Regions from separate parts of the Danio rerio genome. Here region 2 is linked to region 1. A link is a contact called in public Micro-C data. All regions are on one chromosome and are shown on one strand. Each heading gives the region's core, a stretch centred on a gene start, on an enhancer-like site or on the middle of the called end of the contact. The rest is flanking DNA. Distances are from core to core; before and after follow the strand shown.

Evidence for each region. Hi-C and Micro-C count contacts between places; a contact is called where the count stands out from the background.
Region 2: a Micro-C map of caudal fin shows a contact between it and region 1, with 5 times the contacts expected there. The contact joins the promoter of aqp12 here to the promoter of znf1173 in region 1. A contact is called at or near these places in 2 of 18 Hi-C or Micro-C datasets (caudal fin and an unstated tissue).

What each region holds. Positions count from the first base shown.
Region 1 is chr22:2,854,384-2,860,812 of GRCz12tu, reverse strand. znf1173 (zinc finger protein 1173) reads right to left here and starts at 3,367. Exons shown (of 4, transcript NM_001114420.1): 1 at 3,354-3,367; 2 at 2,383-2,444. The coding sequence starts at 2,437. It overlaps LOC103909512, which reads right to left. Exons shown (of 4, transcript XM_073936895.1): 4 at 3,491-4,716. The coding sequence ends at 4,646.
Region 2 is chr22:3,003,847-3,010,275 of GRCz12tu, reverse strand. It overlaps aqp12 (aquaporin 12), which reads left to right and starts at 3,421. Exons shown (of 4, transcript NM_001045862.2): 1 at 3,421-3,740. The coding sequence starts at 3,498. It overlaps trnam-cau (transfer RNA methionine (anticodon CAU)), which reads right to left and starts at 2,796; the gene lies at 2,724-2,796. trnai-aau (transfer RNA isoleucine (anticodon AAU)) reads left to right here and starts at 1,883; the gene lies at 1,883-1,956. It overlaps trnad-guc (transfer RNA aspartic acid (anticodon GUC)), which reads left to right and starts at 399; the gene lies at 399-470. It also overlaps LOC103909515.

The DNA of each region.
Region 1 (6,429 bases), core at 2,118-4,617:
GATCATTTTCAGCTAATTTTGAGCTTCCGGGTTTAAAATGATTTTTGGGATGGATCAAAATCGGTGACGGAAAACTGCAAGAGCAAACATGACGCATTGGTACCTCATTATTATTCATAGCTGAGTTTATTTATCCTATGAGAAGAGCCGGCTTCTTAATTATTCATGACTGCGCGTGCTTTCTGAAGGCAAGACACGGACCTGCCAGTGCCAAGCTGTGAGATCGTACCTTGATGACTGGGTGAAATTGAGTCCACGGACCCACGGCACACAGTATTTAGCTGTTCATGAAGGGTCATAAGTGTTTGTTTCCATGATCCACAGGGTTTGTTGCATGTTTTTCCCTGCGATGCTGTCAGGGTTGATACAGCTAAGCTGTATGAGTGCAGCAAATATTTTTGTCGGGAGAGCTGTACAAGAATTGGAGAATGGCGGACGTTGTCTTTTATCAGGAGTTCGTTCACATTTAGACACACCGTCGTGCTGCTGTGTTCGCCTAAATCCTTCAGATTACCAGCAGGGCTAATAGTTGAAATAGGCAGGGCAAGAGACCTGCTGCACTGAGTCTGCATTCAGACACAAGGATTGAGGGAGATTTCCTCATTTATAGTGTTTATATGAACACGATTATCTTTACAATTATATAAATTGTGTTTGTGTATATGAAATCACGAATAACAAATGTAGCACGGCATTAAAATACTGTTCATTTCTTTGCATTTTAACTTTGTAAACTATAAAATCATGCGTCTCCTCACGTCTGTGTATAATTTTGAGAGCCGACTGACAACAGTTGTTCGCTCCCCTCCTTCTCCCCTGCTCTGCTGGCCACGCCCACACCTGCCCTTTGCTCGCGGAGCTCCACGCCCATTACGATGCATCATTTGAAAGTTTTCTGAGGTAGACCTGAACTGAAAGTGGGGGGTGTCATGACCCTTTAATTAATGTAACCGCGAACACTGATTCAGCACATCTGACTGATCGCTCGCCTTTGTTTTCTATATTATATAAACAGACTGTACGTTATACTTTTATAATGGCCATTATTGATTATCAAACCTGATATTCAGCAAAAGAGAGGGTATGTTTGGTATTTTTAATGAAAATGAAAGAAGGCAGTTCTGTTTTAGGCTCTGTTTTGTTATAAATATGCATACAGTGAAGATGACGCTCATATAAATATGTAGCTACACAACACCTCAACATTTCTGGTGTCTGTTAAGTTGCTAATATCAAAATGAAAATAGACAGTTCCTTATATTGTGTTTTCATTTTATTGTTATGAAAGTGAAACAACAGTCAGGGCCAGTTTAGTGGTTAGTGCGTCAACACATGCACTCCGTTGCTCACGGTGACCCAAGTTCAATTCCCGCCTCAGGGTCCTATGCCACTCCTTCCCCTCCCTCTGCTCCCCATGCTTTCCTGACAATAATCTCTACTGTCCTATCCAATTAAGGTGAAAACACTGAAAAATTCATTAATAATAATAAAAAGTGAAAATGTAGCCAGGATGATGTGAATGAGGTTATAAAGTACACCGTTCCCTTTGAAAATTGACCCGACGTGTCCTCGGGAGTTTGTTTTCCATATCAAACTTGCAAAGTCTGAACTTACAAAGAGAGGATGCAGGACTGAACTGTGTGTAACGTTAGGCTACTTAATATTGAGGAAAAGCACCAATCAGAGAGGCGAATGTCTACAGCCACGACGGTCATGCATCAAGTTTCGCAGGTTGCTGCGGTGCAAAGTTCAAGCTTGGTGAACTCTGACCTGCGAAATCGCATCACTTGAACACGTGAGACCAACCGAGGATCAAAAAATGACCTCTCTGGGCAGAAATTTAAAACATAGAGCAATAGTCCGCTTTTTTAATGCCTAATAATCTTGTTTATTACCACTCCTTTTTGCAGCGCCACACGACAGAATTTCGCACACACAAACTCTATTGTGACTGTAGCTTAACATAGAGCAGCGTTTCCAAAACACTCTATTTTTGCCGCTTGATAACTCCTCCGTAGTGTGGACAGATGACATAACCATAGCAAAACTAATGCCTTGTCAAACTAAAACGCATTAGTGTAAACAGGGCCTAAGTGAGGCAGAGCAGAACTCATAAATATTCATGATTGTGCCAAATATAGTCAATATGAAACGTCTGATTCAAGGGTTTTATGGGGTAAAAAATGATGTAAAATCATTTCCATACACTTTTTTTAACTTACCTGAGGCACAACCTAATATGTGGATATCAGAGAACAATTTAACAAATTGAATCAATGCAACAATTTTAACCCTTTAAACAAAAAAAAATGTTGACAATATAAAATAACACCAGCACTGTTGTTCAGCCTCATTATTAAAGAGTAATGAATAAACACAAACCTATTAGTTCTTCAGTCTCTTCCTGTTTAATACTGCCAAGATCTGGATCACTCATCTTCTCACTGTCCTTCAATAAACAGAGGTCATTGTTATACTATATATTTGCAGATTTCACTTTTTCCTGATGGTCTGAAGCTCGTCTTCACAAGACATCAGTATAGCGATGTAAAAGAAACTGTTGACATGAAATAAAGAGGATTTCAGCAGCTCTGATAAAATTGATGAGCCTCAGACTATAAACACTCATTAAACAGCCATTATGGATAAACTAATTAATTAATTTTAAATTAATATATATATATATATATATATATATATATATATATATATATATATATATATATATATATATATATATATAATATATATATAAAGTTTAGTTCTAACCCCAATCAGACTCACCTGGTCTAGCTAATCAAGCTCTTACTAAAAAACATCCTTGCAGGTGTGTTGAGGCAAGTTAGAGCTAAAATCTGCAGGACACCGACCCTACAGGACTGAGTTTGGACACCCCTGCTATATATTAACTTATAACTATAACTATATATATATATATATATATATATATATATATATATATATATATATATATGTGTGTGTGTGTGTGTGTGTGTGTGTGCGTGTCTTTATATAGCTTAATAATCTAGTAAGTATTCATACAAATACAGAAATAAGATTGCAAAAACATCTACTTGGACAAAAAACTGACAAATCATAAAATCCTTCAAAAAATAAATCAACAATTTAATGTTTTTAGTGTCTGCTGAACTACATTACCATTTTATTCATACCATACAACATACAAAAACAAACTCACTCATATTGTCCTCTCAGAGCTCCTCTCTGCCTGCTGTGTTGTTTTGGTCAGCAGACACACAGATAGAGGTGAACTCAATGCAGAAACTAGTCGCAGATTGTCGCTTTAATAAACTGTAAAGTGTGTTTATCGAGAAAAAGCGTCAACGACTCACCTCAGCTCTGAAGACTCGACGCCTGTTCTTCTTCTAGGTTTTATGGCGAGTTCAATTCTGTGCTGATGTCGCCATCTAGTGTGCATGTTATGTTATTAGGATCATTAGTTGACGGTTTGTCATTGCTCTGTGTTTAGTTTAGTTTAGATTAGTTTATTTGTTAACAGGATCAATGCACATTAATAAAGATTACTGTAAAATGTGCCAGAATTAGCCAAGAATGGCTATTTTTCATCTATAGACCCCTTACAGAAGGTTAAAAACGCACACCTAAAATAGAGGCACAGCATAATAACAGAATTCATGAAACTCATATATAAAATACAATACAAAATAAAAACAGATGACAGCAGAGGAGAATACAGTCAAGAATACATTGCTGATTCGTCTTTTTTTGTGTGTGTGTTACTGGAGATTTTTGAAGACTGTCATTTGTCCATACCTTACCATCACTACTCTTTTCAATGAGCTGCGGCTGATGCCGTCAGCCCCTCAACTGCCTCAATGCGCTGACAGTCGGCCCAGTCCTCGTACAGCAGCCTCTCCCACCTGCAGCCTGAGAGCAGATCACTCCTCTGTGTATCGACGGCAAATGATTTAGCACAGGAAGTAAGAGGTATATTCATTGTACAGTCAAATCGATCTGCTTCTCCCTTATTTTAACTATATAACTTGACCGTTTATTCTTTTCTTATTCACAATCAGAGATATTTTAGTGACAGTTTTGGATCTTGTCTGAGTTTATCACGTCTGAGAGATTACTGCAAATTCACTACACCTCTATATTAATACATTGTATTCAGACAGCAGTAAATTTAGGTAAATTTACATGCTCGGGGTGATGTCACACCAAGACTTTTGTTTCAGACCCTGTCTCGTTTGCCCAGTTAGGGTGGTTCGTTTGGCATATGTGAATCCAGCAGTCGTGCTCTGATCCGCGACAAAACAATCAGTTGGAGATCGCTTGAATGAGGTGGTCTCAGCACGATTGAACCAAACTCTGGAGTGGATGGATTGTAGTGAGAAAGCGATCCGATCCGAGACTGGTTATATCTCAGTGTTTTATGGACATGTAATAGGCATACAGCTGTATGAAGAGAGAATTATGAGTAGGGCGGGAGGTCATTCCAGACATCCCAAGTCTCCTGGAAGTTTCGTAAGTCTCCCGCAAGTGAGACTCCTGGATGCCCGCAAACAAAGTGATAATCTCCCGGTAATTGCGCATCTCCATCCAGGCCCTCAAATACGTCACACACCCTTCTCATTCCTCTCCAACGCATCCGTACTCCTCTTCAGACACGTCGCGTGCACCTTGTCAAACACCGCCAAACCACTACCATCCCCCTGACAGCTGAGCACGACTCTGCAAAATAAACCGTAAAACTCTGACCAATGTGAGGAGAGTTTACTCACACGTGACTTGTTTGAGCTCTTTTGGTCCGTTTAGAAATTTTGCCGTGTGAAAGCGAACCGCACCAAGAGCAAAGAGCAACGATGTAACGATTTTAATCCCCGTTTCAGAACAAAGGCATTGATTCTCAGGTGTGAACGAACCCTTACATAAAGCATAGTGCAAATATAAATCCCCCTTTATTAACCATAGGCTGTTAAACAAACAGACACGATAGAACGTGATGACGTCAGTAATATGAGTGAATTTTCGGGCAGAGCTTAGCACTTATTCATTGAAAATAGTTGGCAACAGTGTTATTGGTGTTGTGACCAATTTAAAGGGTCACGAAACACCAAAACACATTTGTTTGAGCTGTTGACAGTGGTATATGTGTCCCACACTGCTAAAAACACTATTAGGACACCTATATTTCACAAAAAAGTGTAAATTGGTTGTTTTTGCGTTATTTCAAGCAAATTTGTACTTCCGGTTTGAAACTAATTTTTGAAGCAGCGTCACGGTCATGACATAATAGCGTGTATTCCAGCGTGCAGACTGGACGTCTGTGCCAGAGTGTGTCTTATTACGTCTTACAGTGTGATGCATTAATGCATGAGTAAGGCTTGGTTCAAACCAATCAGCGCGCTCTATTGTGCAACTTCATTAATATTCATTAGTGTCACAGTGTTTAGACGACAGAGACGCCACGTTGTGTTGCCAAAACAAGCGTGAAGTGTTGCTTTTATAGTTTGCTGCCATTAAGTTTCGTTTTCATTTTCTCTCTGTGAGAGCTCAGAGTCACGTGTGGATTAACAGTGTACGCGACGCTTGACAACAATAACTTACGTGTCTAAGGAGGAACATTGTTTACCTGAGAGCTGTTCTCATCTGCAAACGCTGAAATCCGGATTCGCTTGTAACGTTAGTCTCCTCTTCATAAAGACGCGGCTCTAGTTGCTGGTGATTGTCCTGTCTCTACAGATTTGGTAAGTGAGCGACCAGTGCTCTTTGTTTATTCAGTTTGTTCGTATCGAATTAAGTTAACTAATGCACTGAGTGCAAACATAGCACCGCATTTTGTGACCGGAATAACACACGCGGCTTTCTGACGCTACCTGCCCTGTGCATCTAAGTTTCCGGGAAATGCAGAGTTTTTTTTTCTCTCATTCGCCGTGCGGTATCAAACATTGCATGAAAAAATACACGCTTAGAGCAGATCCTCGAATCAAATATTGCGTTTGTCGCGAGGGGCATGAATGAATTCCCTGAATGAAAGAGCCAAACTGCAGTTAAAGTCCACCATTTAATAATTTGGCAAATAATTCGACTACAGATGTCCATGTGGGTTAAACACCATCACTTTCTCATGTGTGTGTATTTTGACTGAAACTCGCGCGTGCCCAAATAGACACTCCCACACCATCCCACTTTAGTTCCTCCGACACTCCCCCCTAAACAGAGCTGGACACGCCCACTTTTCTGACTTTTTCCAAAGTAGAGGTGTGAAAACACCCTGCTGAAACGAGGGGGTTTCATGGCCCTTTAAATGCTAAGTGTATGTACCTAGGCCTATTTAGAGTGCTGAGATGTTACGATGTTAGAGGACTAATTTTATTTCTTTGTTCCAACTTCCAAGAGGGCTATGGTTTATGTTTTTTTACTAATAAATAATGTTAAAACACA
Region 2 (6,429 bases), core at 2,172-4,671, 150 kb before region 1:
GCATGTTAGCAAAATGCTAATATGCTAGCAGCATGTGAAATCTTGCTAGCAACGTGCTAAGACATTCAAACTTTCCTTAAAATCCCAATTCCAGTTCCTTCCCTTGAATGCATGAACAAATTTGATGTCCAAAAAGAAATATTTGTTCACATTGTGTATATTAATTCAAGCTGGTGCGAATTTCTCTGCTTGTTTATTTCAGACCCTGCCTACCGATAAAGTCTTTGTGCGCCGTACTACAATGTTAAGGTAAGATGTGTTGTTACTACAACACTGCAGACCCATTTTCCTCTTTCTTTAATTGTAGAAACCATTTTAAACAAGTAATGATTAACAACAGACAGAGACATCGCTCCAGGCGTAGGAACAAAAGGACGTGTTTGCTTTTCTACAATCACTCCTCGTTAGTATAGTGGTAAGTATCCCCGCCTGTCACGCGGGAGACCGGGGTTCGATTCCCCGACGGGGAGTATACACTTTTTCTCCTTAAATATTTACAGCAAAACTGGCTTAATTACTTATTTAAGAGTGCTGAAGAGTCAATAAAAATATTTTTATAATTATTTTTGTGTTTAACATTGACAAAACAAATATTAGTAGGTCACTTCTCAAATTACATTCAGCTTATCAGCTTATAGCATCATAAGACAAAACCCTAAAACACATTTATTTGAGATATTGACAGATAAACAGTTGAAGTTAGAATTATAGCTCCCGTTTGTATGTATGTATTTAAGTATATATATATATATATATATATATATATATATATATATATATATATATATATATATATATAATAGAAAAATATATATGTGTGTGTATATGTATGTATGTATGTGTATATATATATATATATATATATATATATATATATATATATATATATATATATATAATTTTTTCCCCAATTTCTGTTTAACAGAGCAGATTTCTTCGACACGTTTCTAAACATAATAGCTTTACTAACTTATTTCTAATAACTGATTTATTTTATCTTTGTCATGATGACAGTACATAATTTTTGACTAGATATTTTTCAAGATACTAATATTCAGCTTAAAGTGACATTTAAAGGCTCAATTAGGGTAAAGTTGTCTTCTTTATAAAAAAAACAAAAAAAAACAAAAAAGATGCAGTTCCAGCTCATGCTTTAGTTTCTCCACAAATTTGCTAAGCGTGCTTAAACAGCCTACAATATTCAGATAGCTATGCAAGATATTATCAGTCAAACTTTACAATAAGCTTTCATTCGTTAATGTATTTACTAACATGAACTAGTAATGAACAATGCATGTACAGCATTCAATATTCAGTTTAACATTTACTAATTAATGCTTGTTACTGTAGTTAATGCACTGTGAGTTAACACGAACAACTGTATTTTCATCAACTAAGATGAACAAATACTGTATTAAATGTGTTGTTCATTGTGTTAGTAAAAGCATTAACTAACATGAACTAACACAGCATCATGGTAAAGTGTTCCCATGTTATCCCCTTTTGATTTTATAAGACAACTGACATGTCAAAGTTAATTAAGTTACTAAGTAGTTTGCTTTAACATTACTACAATATTGTGGGCAACAATTTTACACAATACACATTTCATAAATGCAAGGCAACATTTGTGGCCAAATGTTTTTTGGGTGATTTGACTTTGTTTAACAGTGACTGTTGGGTAGGGTTTCATGATTCTTTAATGTTTAATAATGTACTATGTTTAACTACTAGTACTACTTTGTTTCACTTTAAAAACAGTAAAAAAATCAATTAGTATTTGGTTTTAAATCAATTTAAAACAGACCTAAAATAAAACAGGAAACTTGTTGTCGTCTGAACGTGTTTTTTTTAAGCCGTGATTTCAGTGGGTGGTCTTCAGGGCCGGTTAGCTCAGTTGGTTAGAGCGTGGTGCTAATAACGCCAAGGTCGCGGGTTCGATCCCCGTACTGGCCAATAGTTTTTACCCTAGCTGTTCTTTGTTCATATTTGCACTTAAAAACTGGTAAAATGTGATTAAAACTATTATTCCTTTTACGTGTTACATAAAACTGTTTTTACGTTTTATATAATTTATAGGTTATTTTACCCATATTTTATATTAAAACATGTTTAAAGTTTTTACTTAATAAAATTATTGCTTTTAAATTATTAAAATTTTTTTAATTATAACTTTTTATTCAAACTTGGTAGCACTTTAGTTCAAAGGCTCATTTGTTTGCGATAATTAATTAATCCTTTTTTTTGTAAAGAAATAACCTGTTTTATGGTTGTGTAATAAAGAGTGTTAAAATATTATTGAAACTTTTTTGTCAAAAAGCTTTAATAATCATTTTTATGAATGTAATCCTTTTTCACATTTGTGAAAGTATCCATAAAAATGTTTATATTAGATAAATAAAATATTACAAATATTTTAAATATACTTCTCCATTTTTAAGTGAGATCATCAACAAAAAAACTTGAATAAAGTATAATCTAAATCAGTAATAAAGGATACTTTTTATATTGTTAAGTACAATTTGTTTGTAGTTTATCTTAAGAAATAAAGATAACAAAAGTATGAAGATATCCAGCAGGTGGCAGTATTTATCTATTAATCTAGTATAAAAAATACTAAACGCTTCAGTAGGAAAGTGTTTAAATCTTAAGATTACTTTTTAATAAACTAAAGCTTCATACTATTAAAGCTGATTTAGATTTCTCTTGTAAATAAAAAATTCTGCCCCGTGTGAGGCTCGAACTCACGACCTTCAGATTATGAGACTGACGCGCTGCCTACTGCGCCAACGAGGCCTGGTGACAAGTTGCACAGAGCCTGCTTATGAGCTACACATGCAACCCTGAAAACCAGGAGTGGAGTGTAGATCTCTGATGCTTTTTATTTCTATCTTTTAGATTTATATAGATTCAAATTTTATATTATAGAATTTAAATGCATGTATTTAAAGTAAAACAAGTTAAATGCACACTTTAAAAGAAAAATATATAATAAAAATAGTAGATTTGAAATACAAAAGCATGTGTAGTTACTGCACTTTTGCCTCTAGTGCAGATTTCAAATACATGCATTAAATATGAGATTTCAAATGCATATATATTTATACATTCACACATTAAATCATTTAGTCAATTAGGTGTATTTTATATTTGCTTTTATTTTATTTTGCAATTATATTTTTACAAAATTTAAATTCTCATTGTTATGATTTTAAGTTCACGACTGCTTGTTAAAGCATTTCACTGCATATCAAACTGTATGTGACAATTTTAAATAAAAGTGGCGATTGTCCAGAATTTGTCATCAATCGTCCACTAGAGGGAGCCAAATCTGAAGTCCACTTTCCCCCAGGTGGCCTTGATGAGGTCAATGTGTATCTGACCCATGTGTGTTTGTGATAAGAGCGTGGACTGTCCGAGTGCCACGTTATCACACACTGAGCAAATACAGCAGCACTGAGCTCGTGTCTTTCTTTCTTTCTGTCCGTCGGCTCATCATGTCGGGCCTGAACTCTTCTCTGGGCTTCTTCCTGGCGGTGGTGGGTTTGAGTGTGTCGGGCCGTCTTCTGCTGCGCCGATGGACCGTCCTGCTGGAGTTGGTCTCCGCGTTCGCTCTGTGCGCCTGCAGACTGGAGGTGGACACCATCGCAGAGGTGGGACAGTGGGCCGGAGCACTCGGGCCAGATGTTGCGGTCACAATGCTGTTCCTGTCCATCGCCGTACACACTGCCGTCATGCAGGTATGGTGGGAAAAATATTTGTTTAAGGGGGCTGATATTGACCTTAAAATTATTTTAAAAATATAAAAACTGCTTTTATTCCAGCGGAAATAAAATTAATAAGACTTCTCCAGAAGAAAAAACATTATAGGAAATACTGTGGAAATTTCCTTGCTCTGTTAAGCATAATTTGGGAAATATTTTAAAAATATTTCACAGGAGGGCGAATAATTCTGACTTCAACTGTTTATAAAAAATATTGTACAGTCATTTTAATGACATTTAGACAGCTCTGGCTTTGACTGGTTAATATGATCGAGCACAATATCAAGCAAACTTTAATTCAACGCATCTTTCTCACATATTTTAAGTTAGCAACATCTTGTATTGTTATCGTAATCCATCAAATGAGTTGATTTAAAATTCTCTGAATGTGTTTTAGTTAAGTCAGTATTATCACAAGTTAAACAAGATGCATATGAATAAAACATGTATAAATATATCATTTGTAGCACAAAATCTCAAAATAATCTGCCTTTAGTAATTCACAGTTGCTTGGATTTATAATGCATGATAATATACCATTATATTTTGAAAGCAAAAAATAAAGGCTGTTCCACATAAAGCATCTATAAACAAATTTAACCAGTAATCTTCATTCATTCATTCATTTTCCTTCGGCTTAGTCCCGTTATTTCTCAGGGGTCGCCACAGTGGATGAACCGCCAACTTATCCAGCATATGATTTCAAGCTGAATATACACTCATTCACACTCATACACTACAGCCAATTTAGTTAATCAATTCCCCCATAGCGCATGTGTTTGGACTGTGGGGGAAACAGGAGCACCAGGAGGAAACCCACGCCAACTTAGGAAGAACATGCAAACTCCACACAGAAATGCCAACTGACCCATCTGGGACTCGAACCATGGACCTAACTGTGAGGCAAAATCAGTAATCTTTTACAAGTTAAACAAGATTACTTAAAAGTGTCCTAATAAATTGCTAGATTAATAAATTTGTTGATCTAAATCTTCAAATATTCTGTCGTAAGTAGTTGTAAATTAAATGCTTATCTTTAGTTGTTTTATTGTGCTTTTTATTTGGCTCTGCTGTATATTTTGAAAGGAAACAAATAAATAAAAAACAGAATTATTAGCCCCCCTGTTTATTTTTTTTTACCAATTTCTGTTTAATGGAGGGAAGATTGTTTCTTCACATTTCTAATCATAATAGTTTTAAGATCTTATTTCTAATAATGGATTTATTTTATCTTTGTCATGATGACAGTAAATAATATTTTACATGATATTTTTCAAGACACTTCTATACAGCTTAAAGTGACATTTAAAGGCTTAACTAGGTTAACTAGGCAGATTAGGGGAATTAGGCAAGTTATTGTATAACAATGGTTTGTTCTGTAGATTATCTAAAAAAAAATTAGCTTAAAGGGCTAATAATGTTTTCCCAAAAATGTTTTTTTTTTTTTTTTTTTATTAATAACTGCTTTTATTCTAGCCGAAATAAAACAAATAAGACTTATTATCTTATTAAAAATATTATCAGACATACTGTGAAAATTTCCTTGCTCTGTTAAAAATAATTTGGGAAATATAAAAAAATTAAATAAAATCAAAAGGGGGCAAATAATTCTGACTTTAACTGTATATATTAAGTAAATCCTAGATTTAAAATTTGCAGTCACACAATAAGGTTTCATTATTAGTAGGGCTGCGCGATATTGGAAAACTCTGACATTGCAATTTGTTTTTCTGCAATACAGATTGCGATATTAATACAATTTCACCAGATGACTTAAATAGCTCTATTTGGCACCTGAGAAATTCAGATACAGAAATGGAACAGTCCAATGTAAAATAGCACCACATCGCATCTTTATTGTGTAATTTTTTAAATAAAATATTTCTTATTAATTTCAAATGGTACAATTCATTGTGGCTGAATGCTTTAACTCTCTTGATATACTCATACAGTCACAGACCTTAAAAAACATGTAAAAGATAAACATTTGCTCCATTATGGTAAAAATCCCCAATGCTCCATGTTCTGAACTGACTCCTGGTCAAATATAATCCCAATTCAACATTGCAAATCCTGCGGTGTGACTATTGCATATTTATTGTGCAGTTCTAATTATGTTATTAATGTTAGTATGTACTTACATGAACTAATAACAGACAATACCTGTACAGAATTTATTAATTAATGATAATCTAGCATGTTTCCCAGTGATGGGTTGCAGCTGGAAGGGCATCCGATGCATAAAACATGCTGGATAAGTTGGCGGTTCATTCCGCTGTGGTGACCCCAGATTAATAAAGGGACTAAGATGAAAAGAAAATGAATGAATGAATATTAATCCAGCATTTACCAATGCATCATAAAACATCCCAACTCAGGCTTGTTAAAGGGATAGTTTACCCATATATGTTTACTCTCCTTCAACTGTTTTTTTAACCTTTGAGTTTCTCTCTTCTGTTAAAGACAAAAGAAGATATTTTGAAGAATGCTGAATATCTGTAACCTTTGACTTCCAAAGAAAGAGAAGCAAACATTCAGTCAATGATTCCAGGATTCCAGCATTCCTCAAATAATCTTCTTTAGTGATCAACAGAAGAATCAAACTCTTAAAGTTTGAAACTAGTATGATGACTGAATTTCCATGTTCAACTATCTATAGTAATGC